Linked DNA regions of Mus musculus: all the other regions are linked to region 3. A link is a contact called in public promoter capture Hi-C data. All regions are on one chromosome and are shown on one strand. The core of a region is the stretch at or near the end of the contact, and the rest is flanking DNA. Distances in the headings are between cores, read along the strand shown.

Evidence for each region. Promoter capture Hi-C pulls out the DNA fragments that hold promoters and counts their contacts. Capture Hi-C pulls out chosen DNA fragments and counts their contacts.
Region 1: a contact with region 3 is called in a promoter capture Hi-C map of liver, with 7 times the contacts expected there. The contact joins the promoter of Tfg here to the promoter of 4930461C15Rik in region 3. A contact is called at or near these places in 4 of 39 promoter capture datasets (the 3T3-L1 cell line, hippocampal neurons, liver and 1 more), 1 of 484 Hi-C or Micro-C datasets (muscle stem cells), 2 of 115 datasets of contacts at active chromatin or transcription factors (astrocytes and microglia) and 2 of 9 other capture datasets (adipose tissue and liver).
Region 2: a promoter capture Hi-C map of liver shows a contact between it and region 3, with 8 times the contacts expected there. The contact joins the promoter of Tbc1d23 here to the promoter of 4930461C15Rik in region 3. A contact is called at or near these places in 7 of 39 promoter capture datasets (the 3T3-L1 cell line, cranial neural crest, frontonasal cranial neural crest and 3 more), 3 of 484 Hi-C or Micro-C datasets (Sertoli cells, muscle stem cells and nephron progenitors), 4 of 115 datasets of contacts at active chromatin or transcription factors (astrocytes, embryonic stem cells and stem cell-derived neural progenitor cells) and 2 of 9 other capture datasets (embryonic stem cells and liver).
Region 4: a contact with region 3 is called in a promoter capture Hi-C map of adipose tissue, with 4 times the contacts expected there. The contact joins the promoter of Nit2 here to the promoter of 4930461C15Rik in region 3. A contact is called at or near these places in 5 of 39 promoter capture datasets (the 3T3-L1 cell line, cranial neural crest, hippocampal neurons and 2 more), 2 of 484 Hi-C or Micro-C datasets (muscle stem cells and uterus), 1 of 115 datasets of contacts at active chromatin or transcription factors (astrocytes) and 1 of 9 other capture datasets (adipose tissue).

Annotation. Positions count from the first base shown.
Region 1 is chr16:56,716,030-56,718,729 of GRCm38.p6, reverse strand. It overlaps Tfg (Trk-fused gene), which reads left to right and starts at 1,280. Exons shown (of 8, transcript NM_019678.3): 1 at 1,280-1,545.
Region 2 is chr16:57,230,102-57,232,801 of GRCm38.p6, reverse strand. It overlaps Tbc1d23 (TBC1 domain family, member 23), which reads left to right and starts at 1,336. Exons shown (of 19, transcript NM_001358433.1): 1 at 1,336-1,488. The coding sequence starts at 1,436.
Region 3 is chr16:58,407,095-58,409,794 of GRCm38.p6, reverse strand. It overlaps 4930461C15Rik (a long non-coding RNA gene), which reads left to right and starts at 1,264. Exons shown (of 4, transcript XR_384912.2): 1 at 1,264-1,623. Dcbld2 (discoidin, CUB and LCCL domain containing 2) reads right to left here and starts at 1,260. Exons shown (of 16, transcript NM_028523.3): 1 at 844-1,260. The coding sequence starts at 1,039.
Region 4 is chr16:57,165,986-57,168,685 of GRCm38.p6, reverse strand. Nit2 (nitrilase family, member 2) reads left to right here and starts at 1,354. Exons shown (of 10, transcript NM_023175.1): 1 at 1,354-1,405; 2 at 2,470-2,588. The coding sequence starts at 1,399. It overlaps Gm16892 (a long non-coding RNA gene), which reads right to left and starts at 1,317. Exons shown (of 2, transcript XR_003951893.1): 1 at 1,216-1,317.

The sequences.
Region 1 (2,700 bases), core at 31-2,530, 1.7 Mb after region 3:
TCTTTCCAGATTATTCTGGTAATGAGATCTCTGTGTTTCTAGATGTAGATTTTTTTAATAAAAAGTATGCTCAAATTACATCTATAGGCATTGTATGGTTTTTGCACAGATACTATAGGGAACTGTATCCATGTCTAGGACATACGGTATTATAGAAAAGAACATAAAGGAACATAGCAAAAGAACAAATTATAAAGAAAGAAGTCTGTATGAGACCAGAGCACACATCTAAGCTTTCTTCCTGGACACACTTAATTTCTTCCAGCAACAAGTCCCTAAACCATGTGAATAGTCTGCCAGAAGTTACTTGTAAGACTTAGATTGTAGTGTTAGATTATACCACTCCACTTTGCTTTATTTATTTATTTTTCTTCTTCTTCTTGTTAAAGGAGATTACGGGACCCACTGGTTGCTGTGTACTAAGATTCCTGGCACCCAGATTGCAAGCAGATTGAAATGTGTTCAGCGTAAAATACATTTATTCAAACACTTTAGACACAAGGGATGGCTCTTAATAAAGAACAGTGGAAGCATTGTTGAATTCTAGTTGCTCAGACACTAGTCAGGGACCAATGTGTAAGCAGTCTTTTCAAGGGTGAGTCCAAGCCGTGTTTGCTCCTTTGTGACTGAGTCACCTCACTCAGGATGATAATTCTCAAGTTCCATCCATTTAAACACATCCAAAGCAAAAAGAAAACTGAATTTAGGCGAGTGTAGGGTATGGTCAAATCTCTATCCTATAAAAGCCTTCTTGAAGCCTCGGTTTTTACTATCCAAGTTTGTCTTTTGCACCGGTGGGTGTGCCCTCTAAACTCGGATCTTCCTAAATGTTTGGGTAGAGCTTAGCTGGGGAACTGACTCATCCTAGCACTCTTTCGGCAAAGCGTAGGCACTCAATCCTGAATGAATGAATGAATGAACGTGTAGAAAGAAGGCGGAAAAGGGGTTCGTTTTTTCCGAGATGTGACAGACTAGCGCGTAGTCACGACAGCCACAAAGCAACAAGACCCAAACCTTTCTGGACAGATGCCCCACTTCCCCCAGGCTCTCGTAGCAAACCCAGCCCTGCAGACTACGCCCCGCCCACCCAGCAGCCAGACTTAGGAAAGACTGGCTGCCCGGAAAACCGGAAGTGCTGGTAATTCCCTGCGCATGCGTGTCCGCCTCGGCTCGCACTTCCTACACTCGGTCATCCAGTGAGGAAGCCGGGCCGCTCACCCGACGCAGCGGGGTCTTCGCCCGCCCCGCCCCTCACCCACTGCGCATGCGTCCTGACTGGCTTGTGCGCCTGGAGGCGGGGCGCCAGGGCAGTTTTTTTTTTTCTCCCCTTCGCTCCCGCCCCTGCGCTTCCCACCTGCCACGTACGGGACCGTGGCTGTCGCTAGGCTCGTCGGGTGCGTGCGATTGGCCAGCTCTGCGCAGCCTGCAGCTCGGCGAGGCTCGGCGGACGGCGGCGGAGCGGACGGGGTTTGGAAGCCTCCTCTGCGACACCGAGTGAGCCCGCAGCGGCCGGGTCAGCTGAGGTGGACGGCCTCGGCAAGCGGGGTATGTCCGCCGGAGTGAGGCGCGCGTGGCGACTCAAGGAGGAGGTCGGGGGAACCGGGAGGGCCGCAGGGCTTCTGGAACCTCCCAGCGCCGGGTGGGAGGGTGGGGCTGGGGACCGTGGGAAGGGGCTGGGAGGGAGGGCGCAGGGCCCGGGTGAGGCGGACGAGCGGCCCGGCATGGGGGAGGGGCGGCTGGGAGGGAGGGAGGGAGGGGGAGGAGAGGGCGCCCGGCCCGGCCTGACCTGGAGGGCGTTTGGCCCCGCTGATACCCCAAGTCCTGTTCCCTCCGGCCCCAGAGAGTAGAGGGGAGCCTGGGGGTACCTCTTACGGAGGTCGAGAACCAGGGATCGAAGAAGCCTGGGGCGTTTGCTCGGTGCTTCACCCTCTAGAGCAACTTGGAAGGTGGAGGGTGAATCATGGAAGACATAGAAAGGGGGCTTGAGAAAGCCCAAAGCGTTTGTGCCTGATCCCCGGGAGTGGCTTGGACGTTGGAGCGTAGACCTGGAGTTAATCGGTAGATTGAGGACACAGAAAGGAGCCCCATTCGGTCGTACACTCCCGTGCTTAGTGTCCTCTTGGGGCCCTACCCAGTTTTACTGATTACAGTTGCCAACTTTTGTTAAGTTGCCGTCTCTGGGCACGGTAGGGAGAATTGTAGATAGGTAATCTCAAAGATTCTACCAAAGTAGCTTGTTAGGCTCCCTTCGCATGTGCAGAAAGTACGCCGCAGAGAAGAACTTGAGCTCACATAGCTACCAGTGAAAATGGTTACATTCTTGCCATATACACTGCGTGTCATACAGATTTTGAGACCCACTTACAGTTTTAGAATAATCAAGGTTCTTTAAAGAAAGAAAAGAAAAGAGAGAAAGAAAAAATAGAGAAGAAAAAGGAGCCAGTTGGTGGTGGTGCACTCAGGAGTCAGAGGCAGGTGGATTTCTGAGTTCGGGGCCAGCCTGGTCTACAGAACAGCCAAGGCTACCCAGAGAAATCCTGTCTTGGGGAGGCGGGGACAAGAAAAGAAAGAAGGGAAAAAGAAACTTGTTTAGAGGGTGGGCGTTTTAGAAGCTTCTGAAAGAGGGCCTCTTCTCAGGTTAAGCAACAGGTGCCTGAGGCTGAGGTATCCTAGTGCAGGGGCTATGTCCTTGGACACATC
Region 2 (2,700 bases), core at 87-2,586, 1.2 Mb after region 3:
AAAGACAAAACAAAACATAACCAGCCAACCAATCGAACAGAAACTTACTTTACTTAATTAAAGCTATTTCTGGTCATTCCTGCCCCATCTAAAACTTAATTGTTTTCAGTTTTTCTACACATTACCCCTGCATTTCTCAGTGTGCATGCATCTATTGCTAATATATTGATATCAAACATAAACGATGCCTTTTGTTTGTAATCTGTTTGGTTCATCTAACAATGGCATTTTCAGATTTATCCATAAATTTCATGTAGTTAACTGCATCGTTGTTCCTGGGCTTAAAAATATTTGTTCAGCTCCTCCCTGAATCTGTACTAGGCAAAGATAGCCCAGGGGCTAGTGTTTTGGTAATACTGGTACTGTGGATGAAACCTGGGTGCGGAACAAGGAGGCCCATTTAGAGGGACAAATGGGACTTTGGCTAGGAAGGGAAGGATCTCGGCAGCTTTCTTTTTTTTTTTTTTTTTTTTAAGATTTATTTATTTATTATATGTAAGTACACTGTAGCTGTCTTCAGACACTCCAGAAGAAGGAGTCAGATCTTGTTACGGATGGTTGTGAGCCACCATGTGGTTGCTGGGATTTGAACTCTGGACCTTCGGAAGAGCAGTCGGGTGCTCTAACCCACTGAGCCATCTCACCAGCCCCCCTCGGCAGCTTTCTTAAACTGATTTTTTAAACTGGAATTTCAGTTTCAGAACTACAGTTGATTCTCCTGGCTGTTAGAAGACATATTTAAGATAGAAGACTAGAGTATAATTTTCTTAACTGGATAGCTTGACAGAGTCCTTCGTGTATTTTTATTTTTCTTGTAGCTCTGGTGATTGAATCATTGAGGATGCTGGGCAAGTGCTGTATGGTTTACTAAGTCCCTGGCCTTTTTATTTTTTTGAATGGTCTTTACAAATGATGTGGTATGTCCTTTCCTTTTTTTCTATTCAGCCTACCTTCTCTGTGTGAATTCATACTTGCCCTCCTCTCTCCACTAGCTGGGATTCTCAATTCTGGCTCACACCGGACAGCCAGAGACCCAAACATTAAGACGCCAAGCCAGGATGCTTCACTTTCAGAGTCTCCTCTGAGCCACGCCTGCCCGCAGCGTGGCGCCCCGCCCCATCCCGGAGAACCCCTCCCACTCCCCAGGGTCGGCCCCGCCCACAAGCCTTGTGCCCCGCCCACTCCGTTCGCGGGCCCTTGGCATCCTGGGATTTGTGGTCTTCCATAATCTTCTCCCTCTCGCAAAGCTCCGGGCTCCGCCTTTCGCCCTAGAGACGTGGTGACGTTGCATCCTTCCAATTCCTCGCCTCCTCCCTCTTTCGCTCTGGTGAGTCTCAAGTCTCAGACTTCATAACTCCTTTTACGACACTGAATCTCTGAGACAGTCTCGGTGCCAGGTCCACTTTTCGGCAAAGTGACGTGGACGTCAACAGCAATGGCGGAAGGAGAAGAGCTTCTGCCACTGTCAACGTCGGGCGGGGACAGCTGGTGAGTGCGAGCCCAGGTTTAATTCCCACTGGCCCCTTCTCTTCCTGTTCGCCATCCTGCCTGTCCCCGAGGTGCTGGCTGGCGGGGCGTGGAGCAAAAGGCACCTGTCCTCCTCTGAGCCCCTGCCCCGCCCCCTCTGCTTCAGGGTCCCCTCTGCCCGCGGGCTTCTGCGGCTGGGGCAGAATCCCGGGGACTCAGGGGCCATCCTGGATCTGCGCCTAAGTCAGGTCCTCCCGCTTGGCCCAGCGAAGAGAGTGGCTTCCCCACTGAGTTCGCCGAGTCCCTAGCCAGGGAGTTGGAATGGGCGCACTAAGGAGGAAGTTCTTGGATGGAGATCTCAGACCATTTGAAATGAGATCTTTTGAAATAACCACCGCGACCTTTGACAGTGCAGAGGTCGTGAGATACACCCAGCAAGATTCCTTCTACGTAGTTCAGGGTTGTCTTTAAAAAAAAAAATTATTATTATTAATTTTGTTTATCTCCCAACAGTTTCTAACATTTGTTATTATTATTTTTTTTTCTTCCCCACCACTTTCCTCACAATTTAATTTCATGACTTGGAGGGCGTTTTGAATTTTGTTACTGTTTCTCCCGGGCATTTGCATGTGTCTCTGGGGCTGTGGGAAGATTTGGTTTTTAAAGGAACTCATGTAGCCCAAGGCTGGCCTCGAACTTTCTGAGTGGCTGAGGATGACTGTGGACTTCCAATGCTTTTGCTTTCTCCTCCCGAGTGCTGGCTTGTAAGCTCCATCCTGCCTGGTTTGTGTTGGGCTGGGGATTGAACCGAGGGCTTCCTGTGTGCTAGGACAAGCATTCTACCAACTGTGATACATCCCCAACCCTGCCAATACCTTTTTGGTAGGCATTATTTTTCCCACTGAGGGTCATTAATTTTTGGTGGACACTTCTACTTTTGAAGTTGTGTGTGTGTGTGTGTGCACGTGTATATCTTACAGTTGATCTAACTGTATTGACCAGGTGTAAGACTCATGGATTTTGCTGTTGTTTTTCACAGTGTTTATATATCACTGTCACGGTGTACCTACACACAATGCAAGCCTTTGGTAAATTTGTACTTTACTAATTGAGGACAATAGAAATAACAGAAAGGAATACACGATATAGCAGTTGAGTAGCTGGTCTTCTGGGGACTGACAGGTACACATGTAGCAAGCTAAAGTTAATTTTGTTCTCTGAGATTGTAAATAA
Region 3 (2,700 bases), core at 15-2,514:
TTCTCTTAGCGATTACCTCTCACACGTCCATCAAGGCTGCACCTTCCCAAGAGACAATCCCATGACCTTGAAGATATTCCTTACTGACAAAAAGTGCACACAGTGGGAAGCTGAACTGAGAAATGGAAAACGTATTTCAAGAAACTCTCCCTAGCAATTAGTAACAAGAAAAGCCATGGAAGAAATAAAGCCAAACAGAATGTGGTACGCTGCCCAAAGCAGCAACACTAAAAAGTTCAGTCCTGTATTCTCTTTCTATTGTTGATGATTTATCAACCAACAGTTGTTCCCGCTTCTGGAATGGGATTGTAGAAGGAAAAGAAGCTTTGTCACTTTCTGAGAAAGTTTGCGCTTTTGGTAGTGGACCGCTACTCTGGGCCACTTCTGTGTTTGATCAAGACAATCTACAAACCACGGTCCTCAGTAATGGGCAGGTGCTCTGAAGAACGAATTGCAAACGTAAGCAAGGCTCTAGAGAGCACTGCAATTTGCTTCATTCGCGTTAGAACCTGGGCGCTATCCCTAAGAACAGCAATCCCTGCCTGTCTTTAATAAGCTCAAGATGCTTTTTAATTTGCTCCCGACTCCGTCCATCAGTCCAGAAGGAGACAGCAAGGAGGCCTCCACGGCAGGGTCTCATACGTCCCTCTTTCACAGAAATGAATGGCTTTGCGGAAAAGTAAAGCGACACAAACTTGAGACACCGGGCGGCACCACCACCCCGCCCCGGTCCCCGCCACATCAGCCTCGCCAGTGTGGTGTCTCTGCATCTCTGGGTTCGTCGGCAGGTTCCTCCAACAGCCAAGAGCCTCAGGAGGCCGACCGGTGCGGGCCACCACTCACCTTGCTGGCCTCCAGCGTCCTGGAGCAGTAGGAGCAGCAGAAGGAGCAGTCGAGGCCTGGAGGAGGAGTTGCGGCCAGGAGGGAGGGGACAGCAGCCGGCGCTGGGCAGCGCGGCCCGGCCGGTGGCGGCGGGCGCGGCCGGGCCTCCGGGACCCTGGGGGCTGCGCGCGGCTCTCAGCGGCGCCCGGCTCGCCATCGCGGCGGCCGGCAATCCGCCCGCATAGTGCGCGCGCCGCGGAGCCCCGCGCGCCCGGGGCCCGCAGCACCCGGTGAGGACCGGGCGGCAGCGCAGCGCGCCTCGTCCCCTCCGCCCTGCTCCCCGCGCCCGCTTCACCGAGCTTCCCGCCCCGAGACCCCAGGCCGGAGCGCGGCGGATCGGAGGATAGCACCGGGGCCCGAGCTGGAACGCGCTCCCGCCGCGCTCGTAGACCGACCGTCTCTCGGGCGGGCCGGCCCCGCTCTCTCGCCCTCCCTCCCTCCCGCGCGCGCTGGCCACGCCTCCTCCTCATGCTGAGACCAATGAGCGGCCAGATCTGGTCCAGCTCCTTCCGTGCCGTCCAATCATCACGCCGTCTGCTCTGTCGACCTGTTAGCTCCTCTCCTAAAGCTCCACCGCCCCTCATCCGCGTCTGCCAATCGCCCTGGACCTCTGGGAGCGTCCCACCCGCCTCCCTCGATCCGGGTTCGCCCCCAAGCCGGGGCCGGGAGCGGTCCCCGCCCCGCTGAAGAGCCTGTAGTTTTTGGGACCACTGCCCAGAGAGAACCCGCCGAGACTCTCTGGTCAGTGACTTCCGGGACTTCCCCATCCCGCGCTCTCCAGCTTCCCAGAGCCTGCTTGCTCCTGGCTCCTCCCCCGTCGAACATCAGGCCACTGGAAGGGGTGGGATGGCTGGATGCTGGAAGATTTCAGCTGGGAGCTGTATTTAAGGGACTGTTTTTAAATAGCAGAGTATGTTTTTCTTAATTAAAACTGCAGTCAATTGCAGCAACATCTGCGGGTACAATTACAAATGTAGTGTTCAGTTTTTGCAAAGATAGCTTCTAGGACTTTGGAGAGGAAGTATAAAATAAGACCCGTGTTGCTGAGACTATTTAAGTCCACTATCTGTAAAATTGTGCTCAGAGAAGTCCCAGGAATTAGAGCCACTTTATAGATAATTTGCAGGTTTTGGAATGGGGAAGAAATGTCAGTACATCATGCACGTCAGAATGAAACAAGTACAAATTCAAATAATAGGCAATTTGATGGAGTTTTTGAGCAGGCAGTATGGCAGAAGAAAGAGCAGTCTTTAAAGAAGAATCCACAGAACTAGACAGTAGATTTATAAAGAGAAACCATCAGGGATATTTTTAATTAGGGACTCCCTAAAAAAAAAAAAAAAAGTATTGTACCTTTAACAAACAGGGACTTAGTAAGATAGAACAGTTTGCATAGCAAAGGAAGTAACTATAGAGCATCTGTATTACCTTTCAGTTTATGGTGGTTGATTTTTCACAGTATTGCTGCTGTGCCCTGTCCTGCTGATGACTGCCTTTAACAAGCCATAATTTCTGGCAGCTGGGTCTTCTCAACGCTAAGCAACGGATGCTGTACAGCAAACTGATACTGGCATAGGATGTCTACTACCTTGAGTGTATTAAATGTTCCCTTGACTTAACGTGTTCTCAAGTGATGGTGGGTTTATCAAATGTGACTCTTATCATAAGCTGAGAAGCACCTATACTGGGATGCAAAGCCAGAGAGATAGGCCATTGGTTAAGAGCCCTTGCTGACAATCCTTACGATCTGAGTTTGATCCTCAGAATTTACATGGTTGCTAGGAGAGAACTGGCTTCTGCAAGTCGTCCATGGTCCTC
Region 4 (2,700 bases), core at 105-2,604, 1.2 Mb after region 3:
TGTGACCTTTCCCCCCTCTTTCTACTAGAGCTGTCAATAGATCTGTCACCTTAGACCTGGCTTTGTCTTCAGTAGTTGCCATGGCTACCAGGCCACTGCAGTTTCTAATGCAAGATGAAGATGGGGTAAATATGTTAACCCTGGAAGACATAAGGCCATACTGCAACCCATCCCCACACCTTCCTCCAGCGCATACATTCTTTGTTCACCCCGCTTCCCCAGTGTTCTCAGGTTCTTGGAAGAAACAATTCTGTGATCCCCTCAGGACGATGTAGGTGCTTAGATCCAAACCCAGGTCCTTTGCAAGAGCACCAAGTGCTCTTAACCACGGAGCCATCTCTCCAGCCCTGCTTTGTCCTTTTCAAACTGCTGTTTATGGTTCTCTCTCTCTCCCTCTCTCTGTCTCTCTGTTTGGCTCTCTCTGTCTCTCCCAAAGTTTGTGAAAAGCTCAGCCCCACTGAAGACAGCTGACTAAAATTTCTTTTGGGGATCTGATCTGCAGGCTTTCTTTCCTCTTGTCAAGCTCTCTAATCCCCTTGGCTCCGTGCTCTGCAAATGTGACAAGGTATAGACTTTAACTTGCAAGCACTGCAAAGCTTAGAAAGCAATGTCACTAGCTGGGTGTGTTGCTACAGGACTCAATCCCTGCACTCAGGAGTGGGAGCAGGAGGATTAGACGTCAAGGTGAGCCTTAGCTACATAGCAAGTTAAAGTGCAGCCTAGGCTACAAGAGACCCTGTCTGAAAACCGGAAAAGCTCAAAACAAAAATAAATATTTACATAAATGATAATGAATAAAAATTAAATAATAAATACAAAGGTCAAATCGTAGAATACTGCTTAGCACCAACTCTATCTCTTTCCCCAGCCCAGTTAGGAGCAAGGTTCTGAAGTCCTGCTAGCCTAAAACAACCAGGTGCACTTCCTCAAGCCAGTCAGCATGGAGCATCGTTACCCTGGCCACTGCCATGATCTAACCTGAAATTTATGTCCTTTGTGCCACAAGTAGGACCTTTCTACCCCAGACCATTTATGGCACACTACCATAACGTAGGCTTCTCTTTTTTGACTTTGCTTTTGAAGGCCCTATATAAAGAATTTGTAATTATCACTTCTTGGTGTATGCAACCGCAAAGGGTGAGCCATTTTTAGTACGGTGCCCAGGCAAGAATGTAGACTGGTACTGAATGTGCACAAAGTCGGAGGCTTACTCACCTACATTACAGCACAGCACAAAACAAAACAGTAAAATCCTCAAAGCTCATCGAGGCTCCGCCCCTCGACCCAGCCCTTGACCACGCCCCTTCTGCGCGCGCGGCTCGGCCCCGCCTTCTGCACGCTGCGGAGGAGATTGACTGGCAGGAGTCCCTGTGGCCTGCGGTGCACCGTGGAAGAGCCATGTCTAGTAAGTGGCTCGTGGTCTGGTTGTCCAGCTCCCAGCGGGAGCGGGGTCCTCCGTGCGGCGGTGCAGATGAGCCGGCTGGGTCCTTGCGTCCCCCGGTCAGCCATGCCGGTGGCTCTTGTCACCGGTGTCCGCGGCGCGGCGAAGCCCAGGGGCGGCTGGCCGTGCGAGCACAGGCCTCCGCGCGGGGCGTCCTGTGCTGTCGGAGCTGGTCAGCTTGCGGGTTGGGTGGTGGTGTCCAACTCGTGGCTCTGACTTCCTCGCCTCACAAAGCGGTGGATAATCACACCTCACTCCGCAGTTCCTCGTCTGTAAAAGTTTATAGTTGCACTGTCCTGGCATATTCATGTAAATGTTGTTCCCGTAATAGGCCCGTCACTCGAGGTGTTTTCGTGCCCTCCGCCCCGACTTGTTCATCTTCAAAATCATTAATCGCTTTCCGGAGAAGGGGAAGCAACAAGTCTTGCACACGGAGGACCCCAGTGGAGGGGTTTTCCTGCGTAAGCCTGCAGAGGGCGCTTTTGCACCGGCCCCTAACCTGGGTCGGGACCTTGTCCATATTGGGTGGCTTTTGGAAGAAGCTAGAAACAAAACTATAGTTTTATTATCCTTTCCTGCCTCAGGAGCAGAGGCAGTCTAACTTCCTAGGGTTAGGGGAGATATTAGTGAGTTTCTGTGATACTCTGGTGACAGCTCAAGGTCTGTTAACCTGAAAATAATGCCAGGTTTTGGTTTCATTTGTTTTTATACAGATTCTGGCACTGTTCAATTAAGAGGTGTTAGGGGCTAAATGCCTTTTTTTTTTTTTTCTCTCTCATCATATTTAGGATAAGCCAAGGAATGAGCGATCATAGTTTTTATACTTTTAAGGAGAGCTTCGGCCTTCTTCAGAAGCCAGGTTTTGTCAGTGTTGTCGATATACCCCTTTAGATTGCCAGTAGTTGGGTCAATCAAAAACCATGTTCAAATACTGCCTGATATCCTGTTTGAGAATCCTGGCCCTGGGTGAACTTAGTGGGCAGATCTGATGACTTTTTTTTTTTTTTTTTTTTTTCTTTTTTCCCCAGCTTTCCGCCTGGCCCTCATACAGCTTCAAGTTTCTTCCATTAAATCAGATAACCTTACCCGGGCTTGTAGCCTAGTGCGGGAGGCAGCAAAGCAAGGTGCCAACATAGTTTCTCTGCCTGTAAGTATCAGGGCAGCCTGCCCATTCTTCAGGAGCTGTGGATCCACCACAGTACTGCGTGCTGGCAGTGGTCCTCTTATGTCCCACCTCCAGCAATGCCTTTTGGAACCCT